Linked DNA regions of Mus musculus: all the other regions are linked to region 3. Evidence: chromatin contacts called from public Hi-C data. All regions are on one chromosome and are shown on one strand. The core of a region is the stretch at or near the end of the contact, and the rest is flanking DNA. Distances in the headings are between cores, read along the strand shown. Region 1 has its middle 57 kb from the start of Gm41311. Region 2 has its middle 51 kb from the start of Gm16294. Region 3 holds the start of Zfpm2 (zinc finger protein, multitype 2). Region 4 overlaps Zfpm2 (zinc finger protein, multitype 2).

The links. A called contact is a pair of places that touch in the nucleus more often than the background predicts.
Region 1: a Hi-C map of cerebral cortex shows a contact between it and region 3, with 2.2 times the contacts expected there. The contact joins the enhancer-like site here to the promoter of Zfpm2 in region 3. A contact is called at or near these places in 4 of 39 promoter capture datasets (the 3T3-L1 cell line and liver), 3 of 484 Hi-C or Micro-C datasets (cerebellar granule neurons and cerebral cortex), 3 of 115 datasets of contacts at active chromatin or transcription factors (the NIH/3T3 cell line, embryonic forebrain and stem cell-derived neural progenitor cells) and 1 of 9 other capture datasets (liver).
Region 2: a Hi-C map of cerebellar granule neurons shows a contact between it and region 3, with 2.4 times the contacts expected there. The contact joins the enhancer-like site here to the promoter of Zfpm2 in region 3. A contact is called at or near these places in 3 of 39 promoter capture datasets (the 3T3-L1 cell line, hippocampal neurons and pre-B cells), 4 of 484 Hi-C or Micro-C datasets (adipose-derived mesenchymal stem cells, cerebellar granule neurons and cerebellum), 1 of 115 datasets of contacts at active chromatin or transcription factors (embryonic hindbrain) and 1 of 9 other capture datasets (embryonic trunk).
Region 4: a Hi-C map of Sertoli cells shows a contact between it and region 3, with 3 times the contacts expected there. The contact joins the enhancer-like site here to the promoter of Zfpm2 in region 3. A contact is called at or near these places in 3 of 484 Hi-C or Micro-C datasets (Sertoli cells and uterus), 2 of 115 datasets of contacts at active chromatin or transcription factors (neural progenitor cells and stem cell-derived neural progenitor cells) and 3 of 9 other capture datasets (adipose tissue, embryonic tail and liver).

What each region holds. Positions count from the first base shown.
Region 1 is chr15:40,397,224-40,402,770 of GRCm38.p6, forward strand. No RefSeq gene overlaps it. Among named protein-coding and RNA genes, the nearest start is that of Gm41311, 57 kb to the left of the region's middle. Within about 2 kb of position 3,023, at least 3 of the 459 cell types and tissues checked have an H3K27ac peak or open chromatin away from gene starts, as enhancers often do. A contact at or near this core is called in cerebral cortex, where this site is marked.
Region 2 is chr15:40,473,532-40,478,354 of GRCm38.p6, forward strand. No RefSeq gene overlaps it. Among named protein-coding and RNA genes, the nearest start is that of Gm16294, 51 kb to the right of the region's middle. Within about 2 kb of position 2,535, at least 7 of the 459 cell types and tissues checked have an H3K27ac peak or open chromatin away from gene starts, as enhancers often do. A contact at or near this core is called in cerebellar granule neurons and cerebellum, where this site is marked.
Region 3 is chr15:40,651,300-40,656,910 of GRCm38.p6, forward strand. Zfpm2 (zinc finger protein, multitype 2) reads left to right here and starts at 3,743. Exons shown (of 8, transcript NM_011766.5): 1 at 3,743-4,284. The coding sequence starts at 4,245.
Region 4 is chr15:40,846,682-40,851,963 of GRCm38.p6, forward strand. The region is part of intron 3 of Zfpm2 (zinc finger protein, multitype 2); the gene reads left to right. Among named protein-coding and RNA genes, the nearest start is that of Gm33353, 110 kb to the left of the region's middle. Within about 2 kb of position 3,955, at least 7 of the 459 cell types and tissues checked have an H3K27ac peak or open chromatin away from gene starts, as enhancers often do. A contact at or near this core is called in Sertoli cells, where this site is marked.

The DNA of each region.
Region 1 (5,547 bases), core at 1,773-4,272, 250 kb before region 3:
CTAGGAATAAGAGGTAATGAAGATGACAAGCAGGTTATACTGTGGAATTAAACGTCGTATGGGGATTCTGCATCAATGGGCCTTTTTACTGTGACTTTCAATCACACTCATACAAGATTATTTCTGTCATTATGAATTTAGGAAAGCAGGCTTTAGTGGCATGCCTGGAATTCTAGCACTTTGGGAAGCCAAAGGAAGATGATTGTAAGTCTGAAGCCAGTCTGGATGATAAAGACAGATCCTGTCTCAGAAAACAGACAGAAGGAGCCATGCTAACAACAAATACAAATTTAAGCACTGACTTCTGTAGAAGTGTGCAGCAGGCAGCCCTTGCAGCACAGGCCATTGAGATGTCTGGTTTTGATGGTGGTGGTTTTTTGTTTTTGTTTTGTTTTGTTTAAAGCATAATTTAAATGATTGTTAACATGAGATAGACATTGTAAAAACAAATCAAACAAGAGGAGAGTTTGAAGCAGGGAAGATCAATTATAAAAACGTAGGGGGTATTTTCATGGGAACGATTTGGGAAATCTTAAAAGAAAAAGCTCGAATTGAAACTAAGCACACGTTAAGAAGAGTTCAGAGGCAGAGGCTGAGGATGACAAGACAGCCTTCCCAAACTAAACAAAGCACTAACATTAAAGGGTAGAGGCTATTTTTCTAAGGGAAAATGATACAGATTGAGACCTAATTCTAAGGCTTTAAGTAGTGGGTTTTTTATGAAGTACATTTAGAAGACCAATTGGCAGACTGTCACAAGGTAGTGACACTGATAACAATATTGTATGCACTACAATATTCATTTTCAGGAGCCTGAATATTATTCCTCCTACATTTACTGAGTTTCCACCATGTGCCACACACAATGAAATGAAGCATTGGGTCTTCTCAGGACAGAGTGTGTATCAGTAGAGGGGACAGACATGGACCCCCATAGAAGTGCTAACATATACTAACATATATAGGGCCCTACCTGTGCTAACATTGTTCAGACTATCTTACAGTCCTCAAAACACCCAGTGAAACAGAATACTTGTTATGGTACAAAGCAGTAAAGATTCTAACTAGGGTGGAGGATGGCTAGCTGGCAAAGATTGGAAAGTGAATTAAAGTAAATTAATCAGTTTAATTAGATGCTGATTGCAGGGGTCCTTAACTATGAGTGGACCAAGAAGGGTGTTCAAAGGGCCTCCTTCTCTATCTCTCTGTCTCTCTCTCTTTTTCTTTCATTACATTTTTATTCAGAATTAAGTTGGTGAAGATAGCTAAAATTTTTTATTATTTATTTGCATCCCAAATGTTGGCCCCCCTCCGGGTCCCCCCTGCCAGAGTTGTTCCTCCCCCACCCCTCCCCTTCATCTCTAAGAGGGTGGCCCCCATGTATCCGCCCCACCCTGGGACATCATGTCTCTACAGAATTAGGTGCATCCTCTCCCACTGAGGCCAGAAAAAGCAGCCCGAAGGACCATTTTCCAATGCATGTGTCCTGTGACTGAGTCACAGATTGGATATTTCGAGCATTATACATTTGATGTTTTACAAAGAAAAACAACTAATTAGTAATTGGTCAAGGCAACACCATAATGTAATGAACTGAAGGTAACCTAGAAGCAGGAATATGAACTAATAACTAAAGTCAGTTCACACTGCCAGGTACAGAATTAAGAACTGACCCCAAATAAGAAGGAGCATACATCTTCATGACTTTGTCACAACAAAATCGTTGCTTCTTTGCTGCAGAAAGATAGGAAAGGAATATTTTTACCTTAGTAGTAAAAAGAACGACCAACATTTAGTGTGTAAGTGGTGTGTGCCAGGGCCTGCCCTGAACAGGCTAATATGCACAAGAAAAATTCTGATCTTGTAGCTCCTTCTAGAGATGAACATGATCCAAATGTTAGCAGAATTTTCCTCTGATGTTAGTCTATAGATCTGTATATAGGGTCAGTATATAGGTACTCATTTGTTCTCAACTTGTGGGTTTCAACCCAATTGTGGGGTAGTCGAATCTCTCTTTTATTAAGGGGTTGCATATCAGATATCCTGCATATCAGATATTTATGTTATGATTCATAACAGCAACAAAACTACATTTATAAAGTAGCAACGAATACTTTTATGTTTGGGAGGGGGGTCACCGTTTTGTGGCTGGAGGTCACAATGACATGAGGAGCTGTATTAAAGGGCTGCAGCATTAGGAAGGCTGAGAACCACTAATATAGATGGAAAGGTTGAAGGCTGGTATTTGTGTGAGTTTGTTTGTTTGGGTTTTTTTTGTTTGTTTGTTTGTTTTTTTTGGTACTGTTTTTTGTTTGAATACCCACCATCCAGCAATCCTCATGCAAAAACAGAAAATGAAATGGAATATACAGCAATTGCTAGCTGGCTACTTGGTTCCTCTGAGCCCTTAGCTTCAAGGATTTTTCAAAATATATTCTTTTTTTTTTTTTTTTTTTCTTTTTTCCTGCACCACAGCTCAGAGTTGCTAAATCCAGAAATTGAAACATTCTGAGAGGCAAATCATTTCAGGGTGAATCAAAGCCCTTGGAACATTGCCCTAGGATTTATAAGATAGTGTTTGATGGTGAAAACATGTTTCATTTTTATAGGAAATCCCAATTATGCAAGGCTGCCCCATTCATTTCCTCCCGGCACGGAGGGTGTTCGATATGGTGACTTCGTCCCATTTTCACTCGTGATCAGTCAGGAGGCCATGAGTGAAGGTGAAGGTAGAGGTCATCTGACCTCAAGTAGTTGTGGCAGCATCTCCTCTGTTTAAGGCTGAGAAAGCCAGGGGCTGGTGGCTGATTCTCTCCCGACGTGAGCTCCTAGAATAAGGTGCTTCCTTTCCTCTGCCCTCACCAGCTGCTCTTCCCGCTGCCAGTTTAGCACAGGCAGCACGGAGCTGGGTGTGGTGTGTTTGAGCAGGAACCTCTCCAGATCAAATCTCCTTGTTGACTGGGTCTGTATCTGGCTTCTTTGTGCTCTGCAGCAGGAGCGATGGATCCAGACTGTTGAAAGAGAGAACCCACATGATTCGTCTTCACAGAGGGAGCTTCGTCACAAAGTCAGACTCTTCACATGAAACTATAAATTCCGCCAGCTGGGAACAAGTCACACGAAGGAAGCACAAATGCCTCAGTTTTCTTACCTACAGTACAAGGATAATGAAACCTACAAAGGAATCTGAGGAATTAAGTGAAGCAAAAAACTAGAGCATATCGGAGCTGATGAACGAATGCGAGCACGTGCCACTGCCAGCAGGGCTGTGGATCCTAGCAATGAAAGTGGAGTACAACCAAGGTGAAGCGGAGTTGGTGGGGAGGCTGTGGCAAAGGGACTCCAGCTGGAATGCTTGCTGATTCCGGAGACGCTCTTCCTGCCTTTGTAATAAGATGTGGACGCTGACCCAAGTCCACAGTGATTTTACCTCCTATAAGCTAAAGGGCAAGGCAAAGCGAAGCTACGCTAACCCGAAATGTGCCTTCAATCCTCTTCCCTTCCAAGTTCAAGTTATTTTTCAGAGGCCTAAGTTATCATTTTCCATGGTGCCTCCACCCCTGATCCTTTCTAACCATGGCCTCCTTTTGTATTGTATTAAGGCTAAAGTATATTGCAAACCGTGTGCTAATATTCTCTGCCTCTTTGGGATGTAGCTTCCCAGCGAAATCAAGATTTCCTTCAGTATGAGAACTTGAGTTAAACTTCCTATCTAACCACTGTAGGACCTGGTGTGGCTGAGCATAGAGAATAGCTAAACTAATTACCATAACGAGATGAAAAAAGTATAGTTATTTTTTTTTCCTCTAACCAAACAAAACCTACTAAAGATGAGGATAGATTTCTTTCCTTAATAGATAATAAAATTTATCTCAGCTACTGAAGGGATATTTGTTTATTTCTGTCTGTTAATTTTCTACATTGTGACCTTGCTTTCTTCTTCATTTGTACAAAAGAAGAGACTTTTAACTAAAAACACTTTACAATTATTTTATTTAATTTTCACATTTAAATTGTGAAAATATTGCTGAACTCCGAGTCTGCAATGACAGTAATCATGTCAGATACCCTGACCTTAGTCTAGCTGATTCTACATTATGGGGCCTCCTTATGCCCTGCTACTAAAGTATGGCAACTTTCTTGTTTGCTATTTCTATGTGCATTCTGTCTGCTTTGGTTCCATCTCTAAGCTTTTCTTATTCAAATCTTCTAAGGAATTTATATTTCTGAGATGTAAGGTATGCCCAAACAAAGATTTTTAATCGACCTAAAATAATGTCAGCTGGTGTTTTGCGGAGGAATTTAAAGCAAGGAATCATGTTGTTTTGACAAATCAGTTTTGCATTTCTAAAACTGAGAAGGACACGTTCATATATGTGTATATACACAGGCTAACACATGTATGCTAAAATTCTCCTTCTGCTTCATGGACACATTCATATATGTGTATATACACAGGCTAACACATGTATGCTAAAATTCTCCTGCTTCATGGACACATTCATATATGTGTATATACACAGGCTAACACATGTATGCTAAAATTCTCCTTCTTCTTCCTTAGGGATTATCCATCCTACCATTCTCCACAGTTGTCTATCCACACATTGTGTCAGAAAAGAACCAGCACAAATACTATGGGGTAGATCTGAATATGTATTGTGGGACTAGAAGTCAAACACTTGCAAGAGGATCAGAAATCAAACATGTGATTCTTCTCTGGCTGTTCCTCTTTGCATTTGCCAGTCATTTTCTTGTACTTTCTCCCTGTCCTGTATTGGCGATCTGTGCTTATAAGTTCTTTCAAAACTTAATAATTTAAAGCATCAATCACTTGTTACTTCACTGAATTCCTGACAGTGAAGAATTTAAGAGGTCTAGCCAGTTCTGGGTCAGAGACTGGAAGTCAAGAGGATGATTTGAGGCTTTGGCTCTTCAACATGTGGACTGGTTGGTAGTGCTGCTTGCCACCTGGCTGTCCTCAGATCAAGTGATGAGGACAGCGCGGTGTGTGTGTGTGTGTGTGTTTGTGTGTGTGTGTGTGTGTGTGTGTGTGTGTAGAGTGGTGGAGGAGTCATTTAAAGGATGAGTCACTTAAAGGATGGGAGCTACACTGTTCTAACCCACCCTCTGAAATGACAACTGATAGAATCTGGATTGTTCTGTTGGTCACAGAGCAGCACAGGTGCAATGTACTGGGAGATGCAAGAACTTAACAGGAGGACCTTGGAGGTCTCTTAGCGGTTAGCTTCCTCCATTCCTTCCCTTGGAAAGTTCTTGGTTTTAATGTCCTCTTCATTTTAATCAGAGATTATTGGATAGCAATTGTTAGAAATTTTGCTTCACTTTTGTTACAAACAAATACAACACTGAAGTTAGTGTTTCACATGTCCTCCTTAGACACCAAACTACTTTGTTGCTTCAAAATTCTAAACAGAAGAGGATGTAGTTGGTGTATATGGCTTTGCAATGAACTTTGAAAGTAAAGCTATCATGGAACTTGGGTTCTTATCATGAAAGATAGGTGATTTATATTTTCACCAAACT
Region 2 (4,823 bases), core at 1,285-3,784, 180 kb before region 3:
AACAAATTTCCTGGTGACTTCAGCAAGGAGTAGGAGGTATATAATTGAATTTTACTTTGTTTTTAATCTTGTGTTTATCCCCTTGCCCGTCTTTCTTTTTACTGAAGTTTTGATATCAACAGGAATCAGAGTAGATTGGAGATCATAAGAACTTGATCTGAATACTTGACAATTGTAGCTTGATTCACAATTTGTTAGCATGGAAACAGAAGTAGAGAAAGGATTTCTTCTAGAAATCAGCAAACAGTTCAGGTATGAGACACAGTGGTCGGTTCTCTTTGCAGGAAGCCTTCTTGCCACTTAGTCTGTGTCCTCAGCTTTTTAAAAATTTTGCAGATTTCTTGGTTGCCTTCCACAGTATTATTTGAAAACTAATGTTATCTCAAATTTCATTTTAACATCCTCTCTCACAATTATATAAAAGGTTTATATAAAAAAATCTGTGCACATTTATCTTAATCTATGACTTCACTGTTTCTTTGATTGTCTGGATCATGCAGGCAGGCATGCATGCCTACACACACACACACACACACACACACACACAGAGGCAGGCATGCACAGACACACACACAAACACACACTTATACACACAGGAAGGCATGCACACACACAGAGGCATGCACACACAAGAAGGCATGCACATATACACACACACGCAGGCAGGCATGCACACATACATATACACACACTCACACCCATACTCGCAGAGTAGATGACAGTCATGGGAGATCAAAATTAAACTAAAACAGTAAGACACAGTGTAGCAGTGCTCTTTATCCCGTGACTAATGGCAAGGTGGCCAAGTTGTGTTTGCCTAATTCCAAATCAAATGCATTTTCCAACAGATCACGTTAATCTGAAATCATATAATGTGTCTTTTTTTTTTAAGAGGAAAAATAGTGGTACACTAAGAATTAAAATGAGAATTTTGTAGATGGTGGCATATGGCTACAAAGACGATTGAAGCACCCGCACCTCCTGCATACAGTCTTGTTTTTAATGATGAATAATTACCTAGCTTTGCTGGCCCCTCTTTATTGAAGGTTTCGTGGCTCATATTAAAGAATTCTTCATGTAAGATGCACTGACTTTTCAGTTCAGAGCATTCCCTCGCTAGAAGTAAAAACTGCTTTCTAATAACTCAGGGACAGTAACTATTTGAGCAGGCATGAATAGTAATCATTAGATCATTTATGTCTCCTATAACTAAATTTAATCCAAAAATCTCTACAATTCTGTCTTCCTAGTAATTAATCTATAAAACCATGCAACTGTGAGTGCTTAGAATCTCTAAGAATGTGTGTGTGTGTGTGTGTGTGTGTGTTTTGTATTAGTGGTAGCAAGATTGTTTTAGTACAAATGAACTCCAGTTGCAGTTTGTCTAATATCCAGAAATTGTGGAATTCTAAATAGCATCCCTGCATGTCTCAGGAATCTCTCTTGGCTATGAAGTGTCTGAAGGCTTTGAAGACTGATTTTCATTACAAGATGGGAAACACCTTTATAAATATATTTAAGAACTGTTACAACCTTCAATTTGAAATGGATCCTCATGAGGCAAAGCCTAGGGAGCCAGAGAATGCCTCCTTTTGACATGGATAGCCTGCCTGTCTGTGGCAAGGTATGGTGTTTGTGGTTTTTCAAAATCAAACCGATTCACATTCTTCCTGAGAAAAGGGTAAGAACCCATAGGGCACAGCCCTCAGGCCCAAAGGGCTTTTAAAACTACAAATGAAGACATAGATATCACCTTATTCTATGGATGTTCAAATGGTTCAAAACAAGATAGCAGCTCTGGTTGTGTGCATGCCAGGGAATGTATCAAAACTGAGATTAGTTAATTCTAATGGAAACTAAAGGAACCTGGGTAAAGGCAACTGGGTACTTTCCTTAACTGAAAATCAATCCTTTGTACAATTCAATTAAAATCATCAATAAAAAAAATCTTATTTCAAAAGTCCTAAGCAGCAAGCCTTCCCACAGAGCCCATCCCACAGACAGGAGCCTGCTCACCGACCTCTGAGCCACTTGCTGCCTGTTTTAATAAGTATTCAGAAATTATACTCAGACTTCAAAAGCAATTGTGAGGAATTGTTAGCAGGTTTATTAATGTTTTATGTTTTATTAAAAGTTTGGGTGTACATTTCACAATGAGCAACATCAAAAATCAGACTTTCTGCCTGTAATTTTGCTTCCTCCTGTCTTTCTGCCTTTGGGATTCTCTCTTCTCCTTTCATCAGCTGCCATTTTCAGCAGCATGCAGTAATTTCATGGCTCATTGCAAGCGCTGAAAACCTTTGAAACCACAAATGCTAACCTACCTGGCCTGCAGCCATTTAGGAAGAGATTAATTTAGCAAACAGAAGCAAAACACTTTCTACTTCTAGCCTGCGCATAATTTCACTTCTATCTATATTTATTTTACAGTGAGCAGCGTAATGACAATTTCAGTAATTGCAACTCTATAAAAATTTGCCTACCTAGCTTATCTCACTATCACAAGACTGTGAGTCAGTCAAGATTAGAGAGAGAGCAGCATGTGAAATAGCGCGGGCTGCATTCCAAAAATACGGACCTGCTGGAGAAGCTCAAGTGATGCTGTGCACTTGTTTATGTCCTTATCTATTGGGCAACCACTTCTTCCTGATGTTTGGATTGGGACGGGTGTGTACCTCTTTAATTCATGGTGATTTATGGGGGCCACTCTTCTTACAAACAGACCAATGTATTTGGAAGAGTAGGAGCACCAGCCCACTTCTGCAGACTTTGTTACAAATGGCTGTTCTGTTGCTGTCCAGCAATTTGAACAGAAGAGAAATTCCATCTGGGGCAAATTTAAACTATCATACTTGGAAGGAAATCAAGGACTAAATTAGCTCACAAACTGTTAGCTAAAAATAAAAGTTTTATTGTTTCTTCTCCAACTTAAAAATCCCACCATTGAAATTAACACTAATTATATCTACTGTATATTGTATGCATACTTTCTTTGAAGAGATCATTCACTGCTTCTCTTTATTCATGCTCATAGTTGTTACACAGGCACACATGTGCACATCATACCCACATATGCACATATGCACTTGCACACACACAATGAATCCAGACAGAAGTAATGCCTCAAACAAAATAATATTTAAGAAGCAAGAAAAAAAAACCACAATGAAAGTTAAAGTCAACCAATATATCAGAAAACATTTTATGGTTAATCCAACGGGGAGTAAATGCAAGGTGAATGTTGGCTAGAAGAGACTTCAGTGTGAGCCCGGAGACCCGAAGTGCTGTAGATTGACGCACAGTGGATGCAAAGCCTAGGACAGGAATGTTACATTGCTACCTGATACATACGTCAGAGTAGGAGGCTCTCTTGGTAGCTGATTATAGTGTTTGCTGTACAAAAAAAAAAAATAATAATTCAGAGGTGAGTATCCAGAGTTGACGAGTGAACCCTTCTGGCTTGGTTTCCTCCAAAGAGTTAGGAATTGAGTGGTCACTGAACGGCCTTCAGATACTGGATGGTTTCTCCAGTACTGCAGAATATCTGTGTTCTCCATTCTAGTTTGCAGAGATACTACCACTGGTAAAACTATGCACAAAAAAAAAAAAAAAAAAAACGGTGAAAAGGGGAGCAGCTAAGCACCATGTGCTCAGGGCTTTTCTACTCGATACTGTGCTCTATCCCAAGTTACAGCACTTGGACATGACTCTCTACTTCTTCACTTAGATATGAATATTCTGTGTGCTATAAAGGAAATTCCATGACACTAAACTTGTTTATGCTGTTTTTATATTAGCTAATTCATTTAACCATACAGATACACAGACGGCAGAAGGATGACTGGCCAACCCCCACAGATGTACACCTCCAATCTGGCATCACACAGCATTCATAAAACAAATCAACACAGCCTGGAACTTTTCCATGGTTTGTATTATACGATTGGTGTTCACAGAATCCTGGCAAAAATATTTCATATTAAAGTTGGTGGTAGTAAAAGAGTAAACTATTTCTTTCTGTTTTTTGAGGGCACTTGCTAAAGTGCTTGATCAATATCCTAGCCGTATAATAAAAACTGAAATCAACACAAATTGAACAAGAAAAGCACATTCATGTGCCTGCATATCATATAATAAATAGCATTTCATTGCTTTGAACAATTGGTAGTAATTATGCTATTTTAATGATCGTTTTGAAAACATGTCACATCTTAGCAGTAATGCTCAAAGAATCATAATACCACATGACACAATCAAAGGAGTGGCAGAAATATATTCATAGCCACCGTTGGTTATTCTGTAGGAATGCGTTTCCTAACCAAATCATTACTTCAGGTGGAAGGTGTTTACTAGTATCTTGCTATTAGTGAGCCTAAAAACACGTCCCAGCTGCAAAGTCAGGAATAACCACTTATTTTGGGAGATAGATTAGTGAGGTTTTGTTTTCTTTTTGTTCTCTAATGGGTAGTTTTTGCCTCCTTTTTTGCTAGAGATGGCAGTCTACTGAGCACTGACCTAAGAGTCCCACTCGCCTGACCTTCAGAATGACCTTGAGAAAGAACCCTGTTTGATCCTCTGGGACCTTCAGGTCCTAGGGTGTCCCACCTTATAGCATTTTTCTCTTTTTATCCCCAGCCTTAGAAACAATGAAGTCCAAGGATCTATTCTGTTTATCCTGGGTTTTATGACAGAAAAAAAAGAATGTTAAAGGCAGTGTGCTGGAGCAGGAAGATTTTACTCTTTGGATTCTGATGAAGGCTGCAACCTTAATGCCGGCTCTGCTCTTTCGTTTGTACAATTTTAAGCGAATACCTTTCTTTCCT
Region 3 (5,611 bases), core at 2,493-4,992:
TTTAATTTTAAAGTGCTGAAATTGTAAATATCAACACTAATAAACACTATTTTCATACTGCATTTTTGGTGAATTCATTGTCATAATCTTAAGTCAAAGACAGATAAACTGTACTCAATTTCTGGTTATGATACAAAGGCAAACATTCAGCCTTTTATTGTTACTTTTTAAATAAAGAATAAAGCTTGCTGTCTAATAAAATGTGGTCTGTAAGTTTGCTTTATCAATTTCTTGGTCCCTTGGAGAAAAATAAAGTCAAATTCCAGAACAAGAGAGGGATGAATGCATTCCACTTATTCCAAGAGTTGCATTTCTGTATTGTGCCAAAATATTTAGAATTTTTTTGCAGAGAAATTTGTACCTTCTACCTTTCCTTCCTTAAATATTTCATCAATCAGGATTAGCAATATTTATGACTTGCAAGAAGTACTTCAGGGTTTCTGTACCTTTTCTATAAACAGTATTGTAAATATTCATATGTATACAAATGCAAAACTGCTACATTTGTAGGCTTTCTTGATAAAATACAAGATATTTGGGCAAGTGGACAATTTGAAATATAAATAAAGAAAATATTCAATGAAATAAAAAAGAAAAAATACAAGATATCCAGTTTAGTTTGAATTTCAGATAAGTTGCAAGTATGATTATGGTAAGTATGTACCAAACAGTGTGTGGAGCACACTTATCCTGTATAATTTATGCCCAGTCGTTTGACTTGTGTTTAATTGAGCACTTTGTATATTAATTTTAAAACTATAGCACCCCTATAAACTTGTAAATAGTATTATCTCGTCCATCTGTTGGTAAACACTTGCTTTTTTCATAACACAATAGTTTTGGAACTGGTCTTCCATTTTTTGTCAGACATGGTTTCTTGCTAAGAGTATCTATTTGAGAATATATACAATGATATTCTCATTGAGTTTATAATCAAATTCCTTCTAATGCTTCTCTCCTAATCGGTCTCTCCTAACATGCATTTTTGCTTCTGAGAATTTAGGAAGATGACTAGAAGGGGAGCTATTCATTTCAGATTGATTGCAGATCAATCCTTTAAATGTTTGAGATGCTATTATTAGAGATGCATGTTCTCTGCTTTAAAATTAACTATCATTTTATATGGGATTTAAAAGGATTTCTTACAAGAAGCAGAAACTTTTCTAAACAAACCAATATGTAGGCATTAAGTCAGTGAGTTTCAAGATGAATAATTCATTTTTAAGTAAATGAGAAATTATTTTGTGCGGTTACTTACACATTTGCACATGTATAGTTAATCGTCATTGGCGACACGGGGCATTACTTGTGAATTGTGGTTTTCAATATCACAGACACATTTGTTGCTGTGGTTTTGCAATATCGTTTCCTGATGCTTTGCTCAACTGTGGTTTTCATAATCATTGTTTGGTAGCCATGTAACTGGTTTGGAGCTGCTAGATCCATTTGGACAGAGATAATTGCTTATAGGGTTTGCTGTCTTTTCATTTTATAATCATGGTGAGTTAAACTAGAGAAAATAAAAATTGAACCTTAAATGTAATTCATAGTCTCATTTAAAAATGATGAGAAATAGATGTAGGAGTGTTCAGTTTATTTCATTCATACAAACTGGAATTGATAAACATTTATGCATTTAGATAAAGTAGTATACTATTTGTAACAATGTACTCTGGTTATTTTATCAACCTTTCCTTAAATATTCTGACTTTTATTTCTTTCAGCTTTTAAACTGAATATTGAGGTCTGATTTATTGGTATCTCTTTTGCTTTGCATATTTAACCATTTCAGATGCCAAAAGAAACACTAAGTGCTGTATTATTTTAATTCCAGGGGACATTCCTTTTGGGTGATGTAAGTCAGCCAATTCTATGAAAGATCTATGAAAACAGTAACGTACAATAAATCCAATTCTAAGATTCTGTGCATGCCAATTCAACTATAATGATTTGAGAATGAGGGGGCTAAAAAGCTCCAGTCTCTGTTTTTTAACCCCCCCACACACACACACACACAAATACAAATAACCTTGCTTTTCATGGTACTTAGGATCATAATTTGTTGGCCCTTGCAGGCAGGGACTTGGTCATTAACTGCCTTTTCCGTATCAAGGACCATGTACTGTACTGTCATAACCTCATATGGTCATATAGCTAATGTGATGTAATAAGACAAGTGGCCTTCAGCCTTGTGCTAAGATTTGCTCAGCCATACCTTTCATGAGGTAACTCTTTACACCTTTAAAAAGATGTTCTGATGGAGTAATCATCAACACTGAGTAGAGTGCCTTTTGTACATGGAGCCTCCTGCCATCCTTCACTGTGCTCAATCAGCCCAGGCTCTGTGCTGATCCCAGACCCTCTTAGAGCATCATCTGGTGATGCTCACACGGATGCTAGTCAACCAAAGAAAGAGGACACAATTTCAGGTCAGAGTGGACAAGTTCATAGCCTCCTTGGGGAAACTGGCAGTATCTAGGGAATCCATGGCAACTTCACAGGAGTTTATTAGTAAATAATGATACATAAAGTAGCTGATTCCACACAACCCCATCCCTTCAGCACACCGGAAAGAATTGCATTTTGTACTCACCCTATGCAAAACTGTGGGAACCTAAGCTAACCTTGCTCACCTTAATTTTACAAAAACAATCCTATGCAATCCCCTCAAAATAATGTTCTCTTGTGCCTTACCATTTCTCAAACCGTAAGCATACATTGAATAAATAAGAAAGACACAGAACTCAATAAACCAAAGAACCAGGAAATAGTTGTTGGGTCTTACCTGATTGAAAAATTAGGACAAGATCAAATCTTTTATTAGCTCCACGGTGCTTCCCTGTGGCAGAACTAGGAGAATGGAAGGTCATGGGGGCAGGGTGGAGCTGCAGAACTTCCACAGACTTCATAAAAAGTTAGTATTTCCTATTAGAGATGATAGTTCCCTTCCTACCTACAACGAATAATCTAGCTAACCTTCGTCCTTTTGGATGTGAGAAAAATATCTGCCTGACTTCCGATTCCGGGATTTTACTATTTCAAATGGAAACTCAAGCAAGATGCAGAAAAGCACTTTGAGCGCAGCTCATCACCCGACTCTTGTGGGCCTAGTGGGGGATGGTCCGGGTCCGCAGCAGTCTCCTGGGAACTCTGACAGCGATGAAATGGTCTCCTGAGAGCCCAGGCAGATGAGAGGACTTAACGGGCCCCAAGACACACAGTTGGCATTTGTGATCAGCTGGCTTTCGCTGGGGACTTTGCCAGTGGCCTAACCTTCCTGCCAAGAAACTGTGAGGGCGGAGGGCAGGGGCTCCAGGAGGGGAGCAGTAACTGGAAGCACAAAGTTTATGGAAGGAGACTGAGATTTCTTTGTGCCCTGCTAGATGGGCGAGGCATTAGGGAGGAGAGTTAGAGGGTCCATTGGAAGAGGCTGTTGGAAGAAGTTGCTGGAAGGGGAGCGGGGGAAGGGTGGCCTGGCAGCTGCCCAGCATTGACGCGGTGACAAATGCAGAAGGTGGCCCCCTCCAAACCTCACGTCTCCCCCCACCCCATCAACCCCTTCAACTCCCACCCACGCCGCGATCCCCTTGCACTCCACGCGACCGAGGCCGGGCTGTGAGTTTGCATCCGGACTGGCTTTGGATGCAGCCAATCCTCCTTTCGCTGATGGCATAGTCTCCCCTCCCCACAGCCCGGGCGCGCCCCTCCCTCGCGCGCCTCGCCACCTCCCGCAGCAGTGCGAGCGCGGCGCGGCCCGGAGCGGCAGCGGCGGCGCCTGAGTCTCTGCCCGGCAGCCGGGGACACGGAGAGCGAGCGCGCGCCTCCTCCCGCACCCTCCGCCCCTCGCAGCCCGGGTCCCCCTGCGCTCTCTCCTCCCCTCCCTCCTTCTCTTCCTTCTCTTACCCCTCCACCCCCTTCTTCCCCTTTTCTCTCTGCCTGGCCGATCGCTCCTAGATTCCCATCCTCCCCCCCACAGCCCCATCGCTCTATCCGTCGCCCCCTCCCCTCTTCCCTGTCACACTCTCTCTGCCCCTTGCTCGGCCTCTCATTTGCTTGCTCATCTCCAAACGTGGATCCGCCGCTCCCGGAGGAGCCTAGCTCCGGGATCCCGAGCGCACGGAGCACCTGGAGTCCGACCGGCGGCGGCCCGAGCCTGCCCAGAGGCAGAGGCGGCGACAACCCAGGGAACCGTAGCGGGAACCGCAGACACCGCAGGAACCCCAGCGGCAGCGGCCGCGGCCGAAATGTCCCGGCGAAAGCAGAGTAAACCCCGGCAGATCAAACGTAAGTTTGCGCGCGGGACTGGGAGTTGGTGGGATCGGTTCCTGGGAGAGGGGCGCACGCGGAGGGAAAGATGGGAGACACTCGGGGAGATCCGCTCCTAGTCCTCGAGATTTGTCAAACTTTGCAAGCTATCAGGGAAAACCAGACGGCCGCAGACAGATGCACAGCCAGTTGGAGCGCCGGGCAGCCGCAGCCCAGTGTTTCTCCAACCTTCGCGCTCCCGGGTTCTCGGTTATTTCAACTCTGGTTTGCTGCAATCGTCGCCCTTTTTATGCTGAAATCTAACAGGACAATCCGCTCCCGCAGAGCTTAGTATGATTGTTGTCCTTGTTGTTGTCCTGGCGGTTGGCCTACCACTCTTGGGAGCATGTCTTGGTAACCCGGGATGAAGTTCTCAGAGCTGGTGGAGGCCACCGGGCTAGGGAGGTAACTTCCCCAGTGCGGTGGAAAATCAGTGTCTGGGGACCCAGTCCTGGGCGGTACCAAACGCTTTGCCAAACCCGAAGTGAAACAAAAAGTAGGTGTAAAAGTTCGCGCCTCTGTTGGAGACAGCCGCGCACCCCCTCCCTGCCTGCCGCGCACCCCCTCCCTGCCTGCCGCGGTATTGGGCTGCACCCGGGGACTTCGGGTGGGTCCCACTCACGGCGCCTGGACACTGTGTAGGGCGGGCTTCAGTTTGCCACTGGTCAAGGAGCGGAGTCCCCACTGGGAGGGGCCTCCTTTGCTTCTGGGCTCACAGGATTTGAGTTCAAGGTAGCCCATACTCTGGTGCTGTTCCTAGTTCCTGACCCCTACCCCTGGGTCCCTGGGTGCGGGTCCCTGCGGTGCCAGAGACACCTGCCTGCCAGAAATCCACAATCTCACTAAATTCTTCTAGGCCAACTTTTTTCACCTTAGGAAAATTATTCCTGTGTGTTCGATAGGCCTGCAATATATCTTCAATCCTTTAATCTAAAAAAAGTTAAAGGCCTTATTAATTTGAAGAAGATGATGATGATGATAATAATAACAATAATATTTTATGAGTTCTGTGATGTATTTCTGATTTTCCGTGTTGTTGAGGATCTGGCTACTCGTTTAAAACTAATTATCATGTAATTTTAGTATATTGCTTTAGTATTACCCTTACCTCATAGGTACCCTACATGCAAGTCAGAATTTCTTTTTGGTGTAGTTTAAAAATAAATCTTATCATACAACTTGTCCTTGAGATTGGGGGCAGGCTATACATAGCTTGCTACAGTTGATTATTCAATATGCATAATATAGTACACTCACACTCCCTGCCTCTCAGATGTAATTCCCTGGCTTTAACTCAGTGGATTTC
Region 4 (5,282 bases), core at 2,705-5,204, 200 kb after region 3:
ATCCTTCTTTGCACCTCCTTCGGTTCCAGAGATGGCCCTGTGATCTTTGGAGCTCTTCAATTTGTACCTGCAGAGAGTTCCAGTCCCTGGCTCTGTCAGCATCTTCTCTCTCTACATCCCTCTGGTGACCATCTTCTGAGGAGCACTGAACTCATGTAGACTTAGGACTGCTTCTCCCTGGCCAACCATGTTCTCATCTTAGAACAACACATTACACAATCAATGACCTATTTCTAAATAAAATCACGTTCGCAGGAGGATCTTATACTTTTCAGGAAAGCACAATTCAACTCACAGTACTTTCTAAAATTATTCCAGAACAATTTTTTGAAAAGCATGCAATCTTAATTTGAAATGAAATCACACAGGATATGGCTACTAATTTCCTAAACTTTTGCTAGCTTTGAGAATTATTTAAAATATTAATTGTTCTTAGAAAAGTAGGATTCTGAAGAGCTTCTGCACTGCCATCCAAATTCATTTCTGCTGATGATTTCAAAATAAAAATCATATTCTAAACAAGATAATTAGGTAAAATGCTGGAAGGCCTTGTTTTATATATTAGTATAATTCCATGCTTATTTGAAATTTCTCTTGTACCTTGTCAGAAGTTCTGGGCTGAATCATTTTAATAAATCAGTTATTTTTACCCTAGACTTTCCTATGTGAGCAACATGGCAAGTTCAAGTGGCATTAATTTTTGAATTTCGTTGCCCTAGAGTCACAAACATGATTCTTAGTTCTTGTAAATGAAATCACTCTTACCTGTTCAAAATGATAATAGAAATGTTAATTTTTGCCCTCCTAGCAGTTTTCCCCTGGTGTTAATGAACAAACGCTTATCTGCATACAAAATTCATTTCCTTCAACTTTCTGAGGAATAGAAAGATAGAACAGTGCTGACCAATTCCTGTTGATTAATGTGTGATGCCCGGGCCTTTTGCCACTGCTTACATACATGTGCCCACTGAGTGACATAACTGGGCGCATGGTACTTAACACCTGGACATAACTTACTTATGCTGGAGGTGCAGAAAACTAGAGATATCACAAGTGACAGTGAGGCATGTGACAATACCGGTTTAATATTGTGAGTGCTCATGGGGGGAGGGGGGAGGGCAGTGGAGGGGGCGGTGTTCTTGGCTACTAATTAGAACTATAGCTGGAGTGTTTTGTTTTATCATAAATTCTTGTAATATTTCAGGATATTGACAAGTGAGTATAGTTAACATATTTGATTTCATTTGTAGGAGAAATAAGTGAGCCTTGAAGATGTTTCTCAACAGTGGAAGTACACAAGTATAGCCATGTAAAACCTCTATTGTGAGAATACAAAGGATACAGAATTCTGGGCTCAGGTCACAGTCATAGTTTTCTTCCCTACCTAATAACTTGCATTAAATAATTTTACCAAACCATCCAATAGACAAAAGCCATGCTAATTGATTTCAGTAAAAGCTGTGACATTGTAGACAGCACAGACTGCCTGTACTGAGTGGTATTTTAAAATGTATCAGGGCTGGTTCACCAAATAGACAAGGGTTACCTTCAGTTTGTTATAACATAAATATATGAATTGGTAAGGCAAGACATACAGGGGTGAAAACTAGAATAAACTAAACTAAAAGCCTCTTCATACATCTGCTATATAAATGTACAACGCACTGCTTAAGAATTTAGAGACTGGTACTTAGTGTCAGGTATCAGTTCAACTTGCCAAAGATTGACAGCTCATAAAAAGCTGTAGGGTAACTGGGCAGACCATGATCTACTATCAATTCATAAGCTTGCTTTCCCCTCTTTCCTGCTGTTTGCATTTGCCTTCTCAATTATAAGGTAAGAGTTAAACGAAGAACTTACAGCATTTAAGACCTTATTTAAACATTACGATCAGTATCATAGGACAACGTGGCATCAGTTTGAATGGGAACTCGTTTTAACAGGGAGAACATTTGGCAGAAAACACATCCTGTTCAATGTCCTCAGTATATGAAATTCACAGTGAAAATATCTGAGGTTGAAATGAAGAGAGGGAGAGACCAGGAAATAGCCAGACTGAATGTGAAGTGTTCAAGAATTTTGTGCTTGGCTTAAGAGCAATGGGAAGACAGATTCTTTTTGAATAAAGGTGCTGGTGGAGTGGACAATATTGACAATTTGCACATGATGGCTTTCTGGTGTGGAGAAAAGAGTTCTGGGATTCAGGAGAGTGCCTTCATCCAAATGACCAAAGAAAGTTGTATCTACACAAACAGCAAGTTTTGAGAGACTAGTTACATTTGGATCATAAAATGACTTTTCTTTGTTACAGAGTGTATCTGATAAGATATGACATTTGGCTCTTAGGATGTTTCACCATAATGTTCAAATACTGTTCTGTATCAAACATATGAAAAAGTTTTGTTGAAGAATAAATAGACTGGAAATTACAAGTGGGTCAGTTATTGGCCTCCTTCCCATTAAATAAATTACTTTGAGTTAGGATCCAGATTTCCATACAGCCTCCATAAGTCATAAAGCAAGGACACTGTTTCCCAAAGGTTCTTTTAAATTTCTGTGGAAGCATACATACGGAATCACCATTATGACACCACACACACACACACACACACACACACACACACTCACATATATTCATGCTACTATGGTAGTCTTATTCAATGCATGCCTCTTGTGAGCCAATTGCTCAAAATTAATCTTAATCCTGAATGTGAATTATGACAGCCTTAAAAAAATCCAGACAATAGAGAAGAACACTACAGAGTCCATGCTTTAAAAATAACACTCCCATATTGCACATAACAAACAGTTCCAGCATTTATGCCATCACATAAATTGAGTGTTTTGTTTGCTTTGGAAACAAGCTATTCTCTGTGTAAGTCTCCATCTTGGGTTGTCTGGATGAATGTCATTCCTTTTGACTTTTTCTGGGCTCCTTTTCATCACATCAAAGCAACTGTGAAGTCAGTTTCAGGCTGAGGACAATGAAGTTCTCTGAAAATTACTGAGCCTCTATCCACCTAATGACTATATCTCCCCTGCCACACAGCTGGCTTCAGTGACTCAGCCTTAGGGGCAGCTAAGCTCACTCTACCTTCTGACTATCAAAATATTGGAAGCTATGCACGTAGACTTCACCATCCACACATGGTTATTTGGTACCATTATTTCTGACTTTCTATGATTGCCTTCAAACTTAAGAATTTCATCTTTCTTAATAAACATACATTAAAGATTTTTGTACAACGAGGCCCTGCACAGAGTTGTTTGAATATTTTAATTAGCTGGGGAAACCTGTCTGAAGAGGCAATAGGTCTTGGCCAAGGCCTCTGAGTTTCTAAGAATTAAAGAATATTTCAAAGTTTTAATGATCTCTGGTTTGAGTTAAGAACAATGAGGCACTTGAAATCATACGATAGTTTAAGTTTCAATTTATACATAGTAAGATCCTGATTAACTTACATATTATACAAGTTTAAAAGGACAAAATGTCCCTTGATTTTTGTACGTTTCTAAATTTAGTATGATATTGGGGTCGTCCTGAGAATTTACCATGTTAATTGTAGTATTAAATAATGAATACAGTTATTTTAATCTTTATGTTAATTTTACCCATAGTCCTAGTTTCTTTTGGTCTCTGTGAAGAATGGTTGGGAGGATGTTGGTGATTATTTGAAAAGAAGTCATTTATAAGCAAGTCTTGGTGTTTGCCAAGTTTCTTTTCTCCCCCACGTCGCCTTTCAATTTTTCACATTTTAGTGTGGAATTTTATCTTTTTTCCCCAATGCTGTACTCCTCAAGTTGAAGGTCGGAGGCCCTTTCATAATGTTCATAAAGAAAGCAGATTTCTGTTAGGAACTAATCTTATTTGCACCAAGATAATGGAGTCTCTGTCCATGTTACAAACAATGAAAATTCCTCAAGGTGATTCGAAAGACACATTTATGAACACTAGACATATTGTTGGCTTTAAGGGCCATTTGCAGTTGTGAGCCAGTAGATCACATACCATAAGCATGATTAGTGAGTGCTAGGAAGACATGAATTAAAGCATGGGGGTTGTCAGGGAAGAGTTGATATCAGGAAAGAACACTATGACCGTGGCTCCCTTTGAAACCTGTGGGAGAGCCTTGGGCTGGGTCCAACAGAATAGGTATCTTAACAGTGAGATGGAAGTCTGACCTAGTAAAAGAAACTATCTTGTTTGAGTTTATTGTGTCCAACCTAAGTATTAATCTAGCTACTTTGTGATTATTGTATTTCCTAGATAGAAATAGTGGAGCCTATCCATGAACTCCTAAATTCACAGTGCTGGCAGTGATTTCAAAAGTTTATTTAATTCTATGTGTGTGACCCTGGGTCAACAACTGTATTATACCCCTGAAAATGCAAATATGAAAACCTACCACAATCTCGGGTTGTAAGACTATAAGATAGTTGAAGTCTTACTATGGTTAACATAGTCTGTTGATAATTTAGGGATTTTTGTTTTTATTTTTGTTTTATTCTTTATTTATTCTTTATTTTGTTTCATTTACTTCCCAATGTAGTGCCAGTTACAAATTCTTCCTTTGCTTAGATCTCAGTCTCGTAAGATATGTACTCACTTTTGGTAATGTCAATTTCCAAAGGAGGTATTACTCATTCCTCTCCATATAAAATAAAAACCAAGATAATGACATGCGAACCCAACAATACCTTTTGTCTGGCTTTCGTGTTGAAAGAACGCATTTTGGTCATGAACAAGTCAACTCTTCGTCATGTAAATAGTACAGCAAACAAATATGTTGAGTTCTGAACAGTTTGGGGAGCAATGCTGAATATATGTACCTTAAAAAGTTAGCCATGCCTTTCTCACCATACTTTAAACAAGTGTATCAATTCCTTTAAAGGAATTGTCTAACTTTTCTTTCTTCAAACTTAATTGGATGTTAATGATGCTCACTTGATATGCTTATCTTGAAGATAAAAAATTTAAATACTCAACATGCCTAGCAAACCCTTTATTAGATTACCCCTTGGCTTAATCTTTTCCTGCCTCCTTTGTTTCAGCAGAAAAAGATAGCATTTTGTAGCCCCTGGGCGCTAGTTGCGAAGTTTGGACACCACTGAATTATTGTTTGCACCTCCTTTAGAGTACTTTTAAATCCTTGTAAGCTCTAGATGTTAGCCTCAATTTTAAATTAAAATGGAAAAAAAAAAAGTTCATATTCTCTTCTGGATTTTTCTTTTTGCTTCATAATTCTGTTTGAGAATTATTTTCCTAGCTGCTGTGGTTTGGA